Linked DNA regions of Zea mays: regions 1 and 3 are each linked to region 2. A link is a contact called in public Hi-C data. All regions are on one chromosome and are shown on one strand. The core of a region is the stretch at or near the end of the contact, and the rest is flanking DNA. Distances in the headings are between cores, read along the strand shown. Region 1 holds the start of LOC100384312. Region 2 holds the start of LOC100285990. Region 3 holds the start of LOC100281419.

Region 1 (4,271 bases), core at 897-3,396, 250 kb before region 2:
CTTCTGTAGCAGTTTCAGAATGCAGTTTCAGGCCACCAATTTGCTGTTTGCCTCAAGTCCTTAAGCCCCTAGCTAATCTCCTCAATTTGGTGTGCAACACCCTCAACTTATCAATTGAATGCAATGGTTTAGCCTAGAAGGATTGGACCTGCTGAGGAAAACCAGGCAACCTCACCCAGCATGTTTCCCAGGGAAGTAGAAGAAGGCAATGGTCTGAGGTTGCAGATGACAATGCTTGTAAATGGCAGTTTGGAAATGCAGATTCCTAGGGAACAGTGCAGAAGACATGACCATTTGCAGTCAGAGAGTGGGTGTGGCAGTTCCACTGGACTAAGTAAATGTTCTGCCATGCAGCTTAAATTCCTTCAATGGTAGAGTGTATCATCCTGAAGTTCACCCTGTTGTTGTTTTTCTGATTTGCTTGATAGAACGTTGCGAACATGTAGTAATGAGATGTCCCTTCCAGCAGTGTGTGTGCGAACACGCAAATAGAGATGAAAGAAAAGAGATTCCGTGGATTTAAGGTAGGATGACAGCCAGCGCTTTTTTATGCGTTTTGCTAGAAACGTGAAGAGTTGCACGCAGGGTTGAGTGAGCCATCCGAAATTCCATTTCCGAACCGCACGTGTGAGCGTCCGTTCCAAGAAGAAAAACAACACACTTACACACCCCACTCCTAGCTTTGCATTCCATATATGCATGTACACACGTCAATTACGGCCTAAAATCAACCCAACTACTACCTGCGTGACTCCCATGACGCCGGCGACGGCATCGTCGACGCCGTCCTGGCCGTCCCAGTGCCCGACGAAGCAGTGGTCGCGGACGACAGCCGCGCCGGTGTGCCGACCTGTTTGATAGCCACGTTCGGAAGCGGGCTGCGCCTCCGCCGCTCCTGCTCCTTGACCAGCTCCGCGGCCAGCGCGTCCACCTTCTCGGCGTTCGTCCGCTCCGACAGCCTCCGCTCGCGGAACAGCACCGACTCCACGTTCCGCTGCGCTAGCATCGCTTCGGCGGCCACGGACGCTTCGTCGGTGCGGATCGGGACCAGCGCCTTACCGGCCTGGATGCGCACGTAGTTGCTTCCGCGCGCGCGCCCGAACGCCATGCCCAATGATTCGTCCACCATGTCCGCGACGCCCTCGGCGGTTACGCGCGCCAGCTCCCGCGGCGACGGAGAGCGTGCGGGCATCGGCGTGCTCGAACCGTTGGCGGCGGAGGCGCCGGCGCCGATGGAGAGCACGAGGAGGTCGTCGACGCCGGTGGCGAGGGGGAACTCCTGCTTGTTGTGGAGCGCGTGCGTGATGGCGGTCCCGGCCGGGTTGCACATGGCCGCCACGCCCCCGGACGCCGCGGCGACGGCCGTGAGGCCGTCCACCGACCTGACTGGCGCGACCGCGCCGCCCGCGGCGCAGGCGGCGGCGCAGACGTCGCGCAGGCGGAAGTCGAAGGTGTCGCTCTCGACGGCGTCGGCGCGCGAGAACACGAAGGGCGCGGCCGTGGCGAGGTCGTAGCACGGCACGAGCAGCGGCGCGACGGTGTCCCTCAGCGTGGCGTCCCCGAACACGCGGCGGAGCGTGCGGTCGCCGCCTCGGGAACCGCGGCGGAAGAGCTTCGCCCACCGCCCGCGCCGGCCGCACCAGCCTTTGGTCCCGACGCTCCCGGCGACGAACGCCAGAGCCTCCTGCGCCGAGTACCGCGGCCGGCCGTCGGCGCCCCTCAGGAGCAGCATCGCGGCGAGGACGCCTCCCGCGCCGGCGCCCGCGGCCACGTCGAAGAAGTCCGCGACGCGCGCGTCGGGGTCCCCCGTGCGGTCGCGCAGCCTGGCCTCGAGCCTCGCAAGCGCCGCGGCGGCCAGGAGCGCGTCCTCTGCGCCCGCGCCGCAGCCGTCGATGGCGAGCACCCGCACGCGGCCGCCGTCGAGGAGCGCCCGCGCCGGCGTCCCGGGGACGGACGGGCACCACCCGCCCAGGAGTCTGGTCTCGAGCAGGGAGAAGAGCTGGTGGCTGAGCTTGTCCACACACATGGCTGTCGTCGTGGGTGGCGACGCCGTTGCCGCGTAGGCCTCCATCGATGGTCCAGAAGCAAGCAGACAGGATAGCTAGAGACTGATAACTGATTGGAGCTCGTGAGTCGTGAATGCCGATGCGTCCCAGTCTGCTGCACTAGTCTTTTATAGAGGCTGCTGCCACAGGCTAGCACCGCCACCGGGCGCAAACGTGGCCGCGGGACCACCTCGTCACCGCGCGGTGGGGCAGGGTCACCGACGCCGACGCGGCGGGATTCGGGGTGGTGTCTGGTGGTGTCCCGGGATGGCCAGACAACGGCGGACCTGCGGCGATCGCGTGCGCTGGCACTTGCGGAGTCCCCGGTCAAGTACCTCGGCGTTGTAGGGATGGCAATGGATTCATATCGGATATTGCAAATATCCGCCTGCAACCATATCCACGGTTGCTACCAATATTCGTCCGTAACCGTACCCGTGGGTACAAATTTATATCTATGTCCGTGCCCATCGGATTTCGGACGGGTTTCGGATATTCGTCGGATATGACAGACACAATCATTTATTCAATAATTCAATAACATAATTAGTCAAATTTCTTCCTAATTCACCATCATACACAATTAAAACTTAATAAAAGAATTATTATAAGCATGCGAGCCTTGCTATGTAATATGGGCTAGGCCAAAAATACACGTATCCATATCTGGATCCGTCGGGTCGGATATCCGACGGATATCCAAATCCACGGGTCAAATTGCCATCCCTACGGATGGCTCTAAAAGGCACATCCCACCCCTCTAAGAGGCACAGTCGGACGTTCATGCGCTCGCGACGACCTATTCAGACGAGCACCTTACTCTCAAAACCTAGGCTGAGAGAGAAGAGAGGCCCGCCCTTATAAGGCCACCACGACCCCCTTGACTAGGTGAGGTGGTACTAACCCAGGGCGTGCATACCGGTCTCTCATAATGTGCAGATGCAGTTAAATGACCTATAATGACTTATTTTGCATCCACTCATGCAACCAACATTCCTTGCGTACAGCCAACCAAACAGACGCTCAGCCAAAGTCAACGCACACGATGATTCAAGATAGAATGGTGCGGGTAACCAATCAGGTGTATGCACCGAAATAGGACAGTACAAGACAAGTGGCTCAGATATACTACAGTATATAAAAAAACTTAGCAGCAGAGATAGTAGCACGTTCTATGCTATGCAGAGGATGTATGAATCACACTAGCATAGGAGTATAGGACTGTAGGGATGCTGAGACACAAACACAACTGGGAAGCAGATGAAGCTAACATGTTCGATCGTTGCATGCACGTGTGCGCAGGAAAGCCCGTGGAAAGAGCGCATAAGGGGTAGGGGGATTGGAGAGGAACACGACAAAGGGCAGCGGGCCGGGGTAGATATATAGAGAAGCATCAAGGATTACCACTTCTATTTTGTCTGTGTCGCATAGTTGCAAAGTGAACCTGCAGGTCATGCCCTTATATTGCCAGCACGCATGAGGCTTTGACCCATGTGTGTTAACTGTTAAGCTAGGCTAAAAGCTTGTTTGGGAGTGCTCTGAAACGGGTGTGGCTCCTGCAGAAGCCGTACTAAACGGTGCCAAAAAAATAGCTATCAATTAAGAGGACTAGACACTAGTACACAGAAGCTTTATAGTAACGGTTCTAGAGCTATTTGTACTGGCGTTTTTCAGGGCCGCCAGTGATAGAGGCCAATAGAAATCGACGTTTTTCACTGGCGGTTGTTTTGCAACCACCAGTGGAAATAACATTAGCACTGGCGGACTGCTTAAGAAAACCACATGTGGAAACATGATTTTCACTGGTGGATTTCTTTAGCAGCCCGCCAGTGGAAATAACATTAGCACTGGCAGGCTGCTAAAGAAAACCGCTAGTGAAAATCATGTTTTCACCGACGGTTTTCTTAACCAACCCGCTAGTGCTAAATTTATTTACACTGGCGGTTCATTAAGGCGGGCCCATCTATTTATTTTCACTGGCGTGCTGTTATTGAAACCGTCACTATAAATTTCTGTGTGCCGCCATCTTAGAGCTCTTTTCTACTAGTGAGAGCAACTTCAATAGTTCTCTAAACAACTCTATAAATCACAAATTTAAGAAGTGAACAGGAAAATGCTTCTCCAATAGTTCCCTAAATAACCTTGCTAAATTTAGTTACTTGCTATCAACCTCATTTATTCTCCAAGTTTAGCAAATGGATAGGAACACATTAAACACAATTTACA
Region 2 (4,664 bases), core at 1-2,500:
ATGTGAAAAAAGTTATCGGAGACTGTGAGTTGTTAAAATGCTAAAAACTATTATGTGAAAACCACTAAAAGTAATTTTATGTACGCTTTCACAGTTCCATCCAAAAGACGATAAAAGTAGGTCTAAAGATGCTTTTAGTTTTACAATAGGAGAAAGTCCTTTGGCTTAACTTTTACGAGGCAAAAGACAAAGCTAAAAGTCAAACTAAACAGATTAGTTTATACCGAACTATAATAGCTCTATCTTGATTTTCCATGCACTCCAGTCGGTGCGCTATCGCAACAACTCCCAAATCAAATGTTATTGTCTTAAATATTTTCAGATTTCACCATATTTATAAAATATAAATATGGTATCAAAATCTATGACATCAAATTAATATATTTAGATGTATTATTATAAAATATATATTCATACATATTTATTTTTTGATGTTATAGATATTGTACTTTTTTCTATAAATTTGATTAAATATAAAAAACTGAGTTAAGATCTAAAACTCACATCAAAGAGGAATGGTTTGAAAAAACTTTTAAGGTTCTTGCTAAAATCAGGTGACTAAAATTTAGTTTTTTCACAAAATTATTTTATATATTTTAGATTAAAATTTGTAGAATTAGTTTGTTGCAACTTTTATGTATGTAATCTATAATTTTTAGTCTTAAAAATAAATACATAGTTAGATAAAATCTAATTTGAGTTGATACAAATAAAATAACAATATCTCACTATTTTTATGATCCAAAAACAAAAGATTAATTGATATAATACAAAGACAAATAAAACATCATACATAATTATTTATTTGTACTAATGATGTAAGAATATTATATAAGATTATCTTAAAAGTTACTAGAAAATGTTAATTTAAAGAGGCACAATGATTTAGAGGTGTTTAGGATGACTTCAGATTCTAGCTCCAATGTAAAGTTATTGTTTATAATATGACTTTAAATAGTTTTAAAAATATTTTTAATCTAAATAATAAACAAAATAACTTATCTAGATGTCATCTAAAGACTTCGAACTCTAATTTGACGATTTTCTAAAGCAACTAATAATCTACTTTACCTATTCTACCAAAATTTCTAAAGGTTTTGCCAAACATGACTTTATTATTTGTTTTAAAACTCGTGATATATTGTTAAATATAACGACCCTTTTTCTCCTCTGCACGTGCGGAGAAGGCAGCGACGAAATGGCGTCCCCGCGGAGGCGCGGACCCATCCGAGCCGCGTGCGCGTGATAAACTGATAAAGCCGGTAACAATTTTTCCGTGCTGCCCCACCGCAGCGTCTCGACTGGTCCCCTCCTTCCTCTTCTCTTCCTCTTCCTCTCACATCCCGGACAAATCCAATCCGAAATCATCTCCCCCTCGCCTCGCCTAGAAGAGGAAGGAAGAACAGAGATAAGCGACAACGCGTCCCTCCTCGCCTTCCTCCCGCCTCGAGCTCTTCCCGGAGCAACCGGAGCCACAGACGTCAGGACAGCCTAGCGCGTTCCACGCCGGTGAGTTGCCTCGTCCTCCCCTCGTCTTCCTCCTCTTCTCACGCTTGGCGAGATCCCGATTGACCCGGATCCATGCGAGTATAGCTGGCATGCATTTGGCTCTTCGGTTAATGGTAGGGTGGGGGCGGGCACGCGTGGGTTGGTTGATCGACCGATCTCGCTGTCGCCACCAATCGAATTCAGTGTTGGGCCCTGGGTCGTTGCTCGACTCATCCGATGGTCGGGTTGCTTTGTTGATTACCACCAGGTTGCGATTGGATGCTCATACGTGCCTCGCTTCTTTTTCCTCTTTCGATTCCAGGTATGCAGAACCAGATCATGTGCCATGCTTGCCGGACCCTTCTGCTCTACCCGCGTGGCGCGTCCAGCGTCTGCTGCGCGGTTTGCCAGGCCATCACCACCGTGCCGCCACCAGGTACGTACTGGATGCTTGGTTTCCCTTTTGACTGCTTGCTCCTCTGGGACTGGGACGCGGTAATAATCGCCTCTGGTTCTCTCAACCTGTGCACAGCGAATTAGTTAGGGGTGCATGAGAAACAAACATTTGAGTTTCAGATCATATACGACAATAATAATAATAATGTTTTAATAGTAATAAACTACAGAGTTTCGTGCTATTTGACAGGTATTGTGATTCTATTTACCATACCAACACAAGAAAAATGAAATGGACAATAATTTACATGTCCCAAGTGACTATCCTTTCTGAATATGAGTTATTTTGTTTGGAAAAGTCGGTTGTTACTAAAGTCTAAGCTTGAGCATACCTAGTTTTGCTGTATGCATTCTCTTTGTTTAACATCTGGTTATCAGCTAGGATTCATGCTAGTTAATAATCTGATTAGGTTGCACGTGCACTTGGTTTTCCCTTGCTGTTTTTTTCTGGATGGAAACATAGAAGTTGGAACTTTGCTAAAATAATGGACGAACACTAGATTAAAGAGATTCCGCCGAGGCCCTGCCCTTCAGCGCACCACGGTGAACCGTCCGAACACCGACGGGATCAAGCGCTGCAACCCTGTGTCCCTTGTAGCTTCACTCCCTCGACAACGGCACGCTTGCGGCAGCGAGGAAGCTCTGGATTGGCGCCCCCCTATTCTCTCTCTGTCTCGGCGGGCGCTCGACACGATCAATGGGCGAGAGAGATTACGAGCCATCGGATTGCGGCCCTATATAGGCTTGGTGTGGCGCCCGCGGACACGGCTAGATCCTAACAACTCCCTATGAAATCCCAACAGATTCCCGAGGTTCACAGCGCGATTTGTTGCGTGGCGGCTATCTGGATCGAGTGCATCTCTAGGAGGAATAGGGGCTCCTGCCTGTGTGGTCCCATACGTCAGCGACGTCAGGGATATACAGGCACGCTGTATTACCCTGCCCGCGCGGGCCCGCCCGACAGTGACACAAGAGCGGCTGCAATTGAGAGCACAGGTGGGCCGGCGAGGTGTAAAGCCCAACTGGACGAAAGCAGGTCTGTGGCCGTGAACCAGAGAAACCCACGAGTGGGCCGAGACGTGGAGGAAACGGGTCCGACACCAGGGCCCCACGTGACAGCGTCTTCACAAATGGAGCAGCGCGCGGAAGACGGCTGACACACGGGTCCCCCCTGTCGGCACTTGAAGCCAGCCGGGCGGAGTGTAATTGGGCCAGTGGCCGCGGTTTTGGCTTAGATCTGATATATTTTTGTTTTTTCTATTTTGTATTTCTTTCTTTTCCATTTCCCATGTTCATATTTCGAATTTTGGTTTGAAATTTGCACACACAATTTGAAATGCTCAAGCAATTAAAACTCCAACATGAGATGCAAAATTATATTTGTTTATTTGTTATTTATTTGAGTGAATGACTCTACATGTATTATAAATGAAAGGAATATTCACTCGGTTAAATAGGAAATACTTGTATTGCTTATTTTCCTAAGTTCAAAATTATATTCTAAAATTTTAAAATCTCAAATTTAGATTTGAGGCATCAAAATTCAATATTACTTTTATTTGTATAGCTAGTTAGAAGGATATGCTGTGATAAAGATTCACGTAGTAATAGATGCTAAATTTTATTTCTCGAATGATGAAGAAACTTCCAACTATCTTAAATACATATTTTAGGGTTTACACTCGTGCGCCTCCCTGGCGGTGCCCAGGGTGAGGCTGGGCTTGGGCCTCTGTTGCCCCTCTAGGGTCGTCGTGGTGGCCCATATTTTGGTCTGCGACACCTTCACACACTAGTTTGATGTTCTTTTTTTTTAACTTGATTATTGCAGGATTGGAGATGGCTCAGCTTATATGTGGTGGCTGTCGAACTTTGCTGATGTATACTCGCAGTGCAGACACCGTAAGGTGTTCATGTTGCAACACAGTGAACCTTGTTAGACCAGGTACTATTGACCCCCGCCCCCTCCTCCTCTGTCTCTGAGGTTTTTACATGACTACTCTAAGACATTCACCCTCTCTTGAGGTAGAAGGGTCAACAAGGACCATTGTCAGTCACAATGAACATGTGGCACACATCTTTCTTTCTGGTAACTTGTTTTAGCATGACCTATAAACCGGGCATAATTTGATGCTTTATTTAGGGTGTGTTTGGTTGAGGAGCGGAGGGAAATGGAACGACTCTATTCTTATTTTTTTTATATTTGGTTACCATGGAGGAGAGCGGAGCGGCTCCTGAAGTCTATAAACAACAAATATTTGGGATGCTCTCGCTCCACCAAAATGACCGGATACGAGCGCTCTCATCCCTCTCCTCAACTCAACAGTCATATGGCTCTCCAACCAAAAAATAAACGGAGCGGCTCCGCTCTATTCTACTCTTCAACCAAACAAAAAATGGAGCGGTTCCGTTCTGCTTGCCAAACACAGAATGAAATGGCCCAATTCTTAGAAATTGGAATGGAACCGCTCCATCCCAGTTGGCTCCCCAACCAAACGCTCCATTAGTTGGGCAAGAGGACATTGAACAATGGCAGTGTGCTTTTTAAACCTGTAATTGTGGGCATCTGTGTGTATCTTGTTCTGTTTTTTGGCGGCTTGCCCATTTTAACTGGCTGGGGACGTTTTGTAGCCTGCTGAGGCCTTTCTGCCATTGAGGCAAAACTGTGTTTTCTTTCTTTCCTTTAATGCAAGGCAGAGGTTCTTCTTTTCTTATCAATTTTT
Region 3 (4,274 bases), core at 938-3,437, 150 kb after region 2:
ACCGTAGCATTGCCGGCGGCCCAGGCCCGTTATTGCTAGTATTAAACAACAGTGATAGACGGATCGACGAGGCACTGATCGTAAAGTTCAAAGGGCGAGACCTCGCTGGGACTCTCCGAGTCCTCGGTGTCGAGCCGCTTGCGCTTGCTGCTCCGGTTGCTGGTGCTCGCGGGCTCCGTGGTGGTGGTTGTGGTTGTGGTGGTGGCGGCGCCGAAGCAGCAGTAGTTGGACCGCCCCGACGAGGACGCCTCGTGGCCCCTGCCGCCGCCCACGGCGTTCGCGTTCGCGCTGCCCACCGCCGACGGCAGCGCGGCGGACCCGGACCCGTCGCCGCGGGCGGTTCCGGAGCCGGACGCGGACGCGCGCCCCGGCGCGCACGCCGCGCGCTGCACCAGGACCTGGTTGCTCCCGCAGATGCTGGACCCGATCGCGCTCAGCATCGACGACGCGCCGGCCTCCGCCCCCGCACGGACGAGGCCCGGCAGGTCCCCTCCGGCATTGTCGCCGCCGTTGGCCAGGCTCATCGTCGTCTGCTGCCTGGAGCAGGACGCGGGCGTCGACTTGGGAGGCGGCATCAGGTCGCACGGGTCCCCCGCCGACACCGCGCACGCCCCGCCGCCGCCGCGCCTGTCGTCCTCTGCTGGGACTGGGACGTCCCCGCCGCACGACTTGCCGCCGGCTTCGGTGCCGGTTCCACCACCAGAGGCCGCCGGCGCCGCATCCGCCGCCGCCGGTGCCGGCGTCGGTGCCTCGCAGAAGAACTCCGAGAAGATGTCCTTGTCCAGCGAGTCGGCCAGCGCGAAGGGGAACCACAGGCCGCCCTCGTCTTCCTGCGGCACGGACGCGGGGGCTGGTGGAGCCGCCACTGCCGCCGCCTTCTCCGGCCTCGGCGGCACCTTCCGGTGGCTCTGGCTCTGCATGACGACATGGCCGTTGCACCATAGCAGCTCGATGAGGTCGTCTTCTTCGCTGCACCAACGCAAGAACACAGCAGAATCTTCGTTATCCTTCCTCCCTCTCCGCGTCACGGTCTCCATGGATCATCAATTAGGGGGGGATCAGAGTAGTGCTCACCCGAGCGGCCTGGAGGTGTCTCCCATGTTGCTCCAATCAGGGACGAACTGGTTCATCGCTCAGATGGCCAGCACAACACAACCATCGATCGATGAGAAGCCGCCAATCACTTCGTGTTCAGTCAGAGCTCACACTGCAAGAAGCAGGGGGAACGTGCATGGGAACTCAAAGCATGATCTTAAAAATTGCTGCCAGCCTTTATGCAACTGTCAATGGAGGAGAAAAAAAACAGTAAACAATGACGTCTCCTGTCCAGGATCTTGCTTGCACCACACAAAAGCCTCTGTTTGACCCCAGATGGAGCAAGCGGTGTGTCACTTAATCTATGCTTGTTCTCTATCTACTATCTGCTATGACTGGCAGCTCTGTTCCAACAAGAAAAAGAGATAGGACGCGGGAATACGATAAATCCGCAGGCCCCACAACAGGGTACACGGATCGGGGGGAAAGCAGGGCATGTGAACAGTGGGGGTGCAAGAACATAACACGCTAACACAGTGATTTGATGGATATATTAAGAGGGAAGAAAACAGAGAAGAAGCGGAAAAAAAAGGAGGATAGGCGTGTGGTGTGGACACCCACATACTCGCGAGGGGAGAAGCACCTGCCTGCTCAGGAGCAGCAACCAAACACGCGGAAAGGTTCTTTCTTTTTGTTATTATTATGTATCGTAGTAATGGAATCGCGATCGATATATAGCAAGAACAGCGGAGAGGAGAGGAGAGCAGATGCTTCGTTGAATTTTTAGCAGAGGACCTTTCTGTCAAGAAGTGTAAAGTTGAGATTGCACGGTGAGAATGGACGGATGACGGTGAAAGTATCATATCAGATTTCGTAAGAAAAAAAAGACGGAGAAGAAGAACAGCTGCGCAGTATGTATTATAGAAGAGAAAGAATTCGAGGGAGAAAGAGAAGCAAGAATCAGAAAAGACCAAGTACCTCTGCAGAGCTAGCTTGGAACCCGGCTTATCGAGGGAGAGCAGACAGCAGACTGCAGAGCGCGGCCTCGATGCTCAGCGCAGACGGTTGCTGCAGGCCTCTGTGACTCGACCTCGCTTCTTCCACCCTCTACAGCCTAGAGCTGGAGCTGTGCTGTGATGAGAGAGAGAGAGAGGTAGACAGCGCGACGGGGAAGTGAGGGAGAGAAGGGAGGGTTGCTTTTATGCAGCGGAGGTGTTGAGCACGCAGAGGCAGACGCAGCAGCATTGCGGTGTGGCTGGACTGAGGTGGATTCCCGCGGACAGGGACGCGCGAGAGCGATGGGAAAGCGGGAGCGAGATGGGCTGATGCTACGGTGTGGTAGAGGAGGTGTAGGGGTCCGGCCGCGCCCGGGGCGAATGATTAGGCGATCGAGCCGGCAGAGCCAGGGCCGCGGGGGCCCCGCGCGGGGGGCCCTTGCAGAGCGGCAGCTAGCGTAGCGTAGCGGCGGCGGCGGCGGCATGTGGATGATGCGGACCAGAAGAGTACTCCTTCGGTCCTTCCCTTACTAATCCTTTAGTAGTAGAGAAGAGGACGATCGGGAGGCGGTGTGCGCGTGCCGTGCCCGTGCATGCCGTTTTGCGCATGCGCCGACACCGCGCAGGTACACTACGGGACTTACCATTTCGAGTAACTAAGACCAACTCCAGCAGCACTCCGCATGCGGCTCCGTATCCGTATTTTGCGGAGTCTAGCACACTATTCATCAGTCCAGCAGGCTCCGCATCCGGCTCCGTAAAACGCACGGCCTGTACCCTGACTCCCCATTTCCACGCTTTCTCTCTTCTCTCCGCAGCTCTCTGCGTGCGCGCGCGCCTGCTGGCGGGCCCCAGGTGTCATAGACTGCATGCGGAGTGGGATGGGGAGTGTTGCTGGAAACGGAGACGGATACGGAGAGGAGAGAGAATGTGTTGGCCGCGCGTTTTAGGGATACGGAGAGGGAGTCTGCTGGAGTTGGTCAACGGGGCCTGTGTGCTAGCTAGCTACGAGCGGACGCTGCTACGTCTACGCTGGTAGCTGCTGCTGTCGGGCGCGGCCACCGTATCTGCGGCTCTGCCTTGCCGGTGCTTCGCCTCGCGCCTGTGCTGACGACGACTGCTGCTAGAGAAGGCACAGCTCAGCTCTCGGTTGTTGCCTGCTCCAGTACTGACGTAGGATGTGGCATTCCACCTCGTTAATCTCTCCCGCCCCTGCTCTCCGTTTTCTCCCGGCAAAGAGAAAGCATTGTTGCCACCAGTCATATATAGTGCTGCGAATATAGTCAAGACTTTTTTTTTTTGCCAGCACGAGCACGGTCTGAAAACAGAAGCCCAAAACACAGTCCAACATGAAATAATATGGGCCGACTAGCACAGCCCGAAGACAGACTTGAGTCGGGCCTTAAATTCCAGCTCGTCGTCCCAGCACGGCCCGCACAGACGGACCAGACTTGGACCGGCACGGCCCAATAAAACCCAAGTTATTTAATTACTTTAATTTGGTAAGCTAGAGACTTTATATTGTTGTGATATTTAGAGTTTATATGGTAAAATGATGTTAGGATTGTTTAATATCTTTAATTTAGTAGGTTATGCACTTTATGTGGTTGTAATATTTTGATTTTATGTGGTCAAATATATGGGCCGGGCTTGGGCCAGCACGGCCCAATAAAGGCACGACATGGTTTAGGGCCGGGTCGGGCCACTGTTTTTACACTTTGAGCTGGCACGACACGACCTAAAAGTTTTTTGGGTTTTTCTGACCCAAACCTGTTTGGCACGAAGCATGATGGGCTTGGGCCGGGCTAGCCCAACCCAATTCCCAGCACCAGTCATATACACAGATAAGCTGCCAGAATAGGCGGGTTGCCATTTGTGTGATCTAGTTTCGATTAAGGCTCCGTTTCATTGTACAGAACTAAATTTTAGTCCCGTCACATATGATTGTTTGATCCTAGTTACAAGTATAAAATATAGTCTAATTATAAAACTAATTACATAGATGGGTGAAGGTCATGAAGAACATATATTTATCATCGACAAATATAAAAACATAATTTCAAATGTAATATCATGCCATTTATTAATTTCGTATTGAATGTACAAACAATATCTAGATACACATTGTATTGATAGCTTCGGCTTGCATGAAGGTAAAGGCGTGAATGCAGTTACAATCCAGCGTGAACAGTACGGGGCTACTGTTCACCTATTTATAGGCAATCGTACAACTTCGTACGATAT

What was found. Hi-C and Micro-C count contacts between places; a contact is called where the count stands out from the background.
Region 1: a Hi-C map of tassel shows a contact between it and region 2, with 2.3 times the contacts expected there. The contact joins the promoter of LOC100384312 here to the promoter of LOC100285990 in region 2. A contact is called at or near these places in 2 of 25 Hi-C or Micro-C datasets (ear and tassel).
Region 3: a contact with region 2 is called in a Hi-C map of leaf mesophyll, with 2.1 times the contacts expected there. The contact joins the promoter of LOC100281419 here to the promoter of LOC100285990 in region 2. A contact is called at or near these places in 5 of 25 Hi-C or Micro-C datasets (bundle sheath, ear, leaf and 2 more).

What each region holds. Positions count from the first base shown.
Region 1 is chr1:258,179,786-258,184,056 of Zm-B73-REFERENCE-NAM-5.0, forward strand. LOC100384312 reads right to left here and starts at 2,147. Exons shown (of 1, transcript NM_001176867.3): 1 at 497-2,147. The coding sequence starts at 2,071. The coding sequence ends at 740.
Region 2 is chr1:258,429,787-258,434,450 of Zm-B73-REFERENCE-NAM-5.0, forward strand. It overlaps LOC100285990, which reads left to right and starts at 1,251. Exons shown (of 7, transcript NM_001158878.2): 1 at 1,251-1,509; 2 at 1,811-1,924; 3 at 3,773-3,886. The coding sequence starts at 1,813.
Region 3 is chr1:258,577,024-258,581,297 of Zm-B73-REFERENCE-NAM-5.0, forward strand. LOC100281419 reads right to left here and starts at 2,188. Exons shown (of 9, transcript NM_001361494.1): 1 at 2,014-2,188; 2 at 1,075-1,207; 3 at 102-969. The coding sequence starts at 1,130.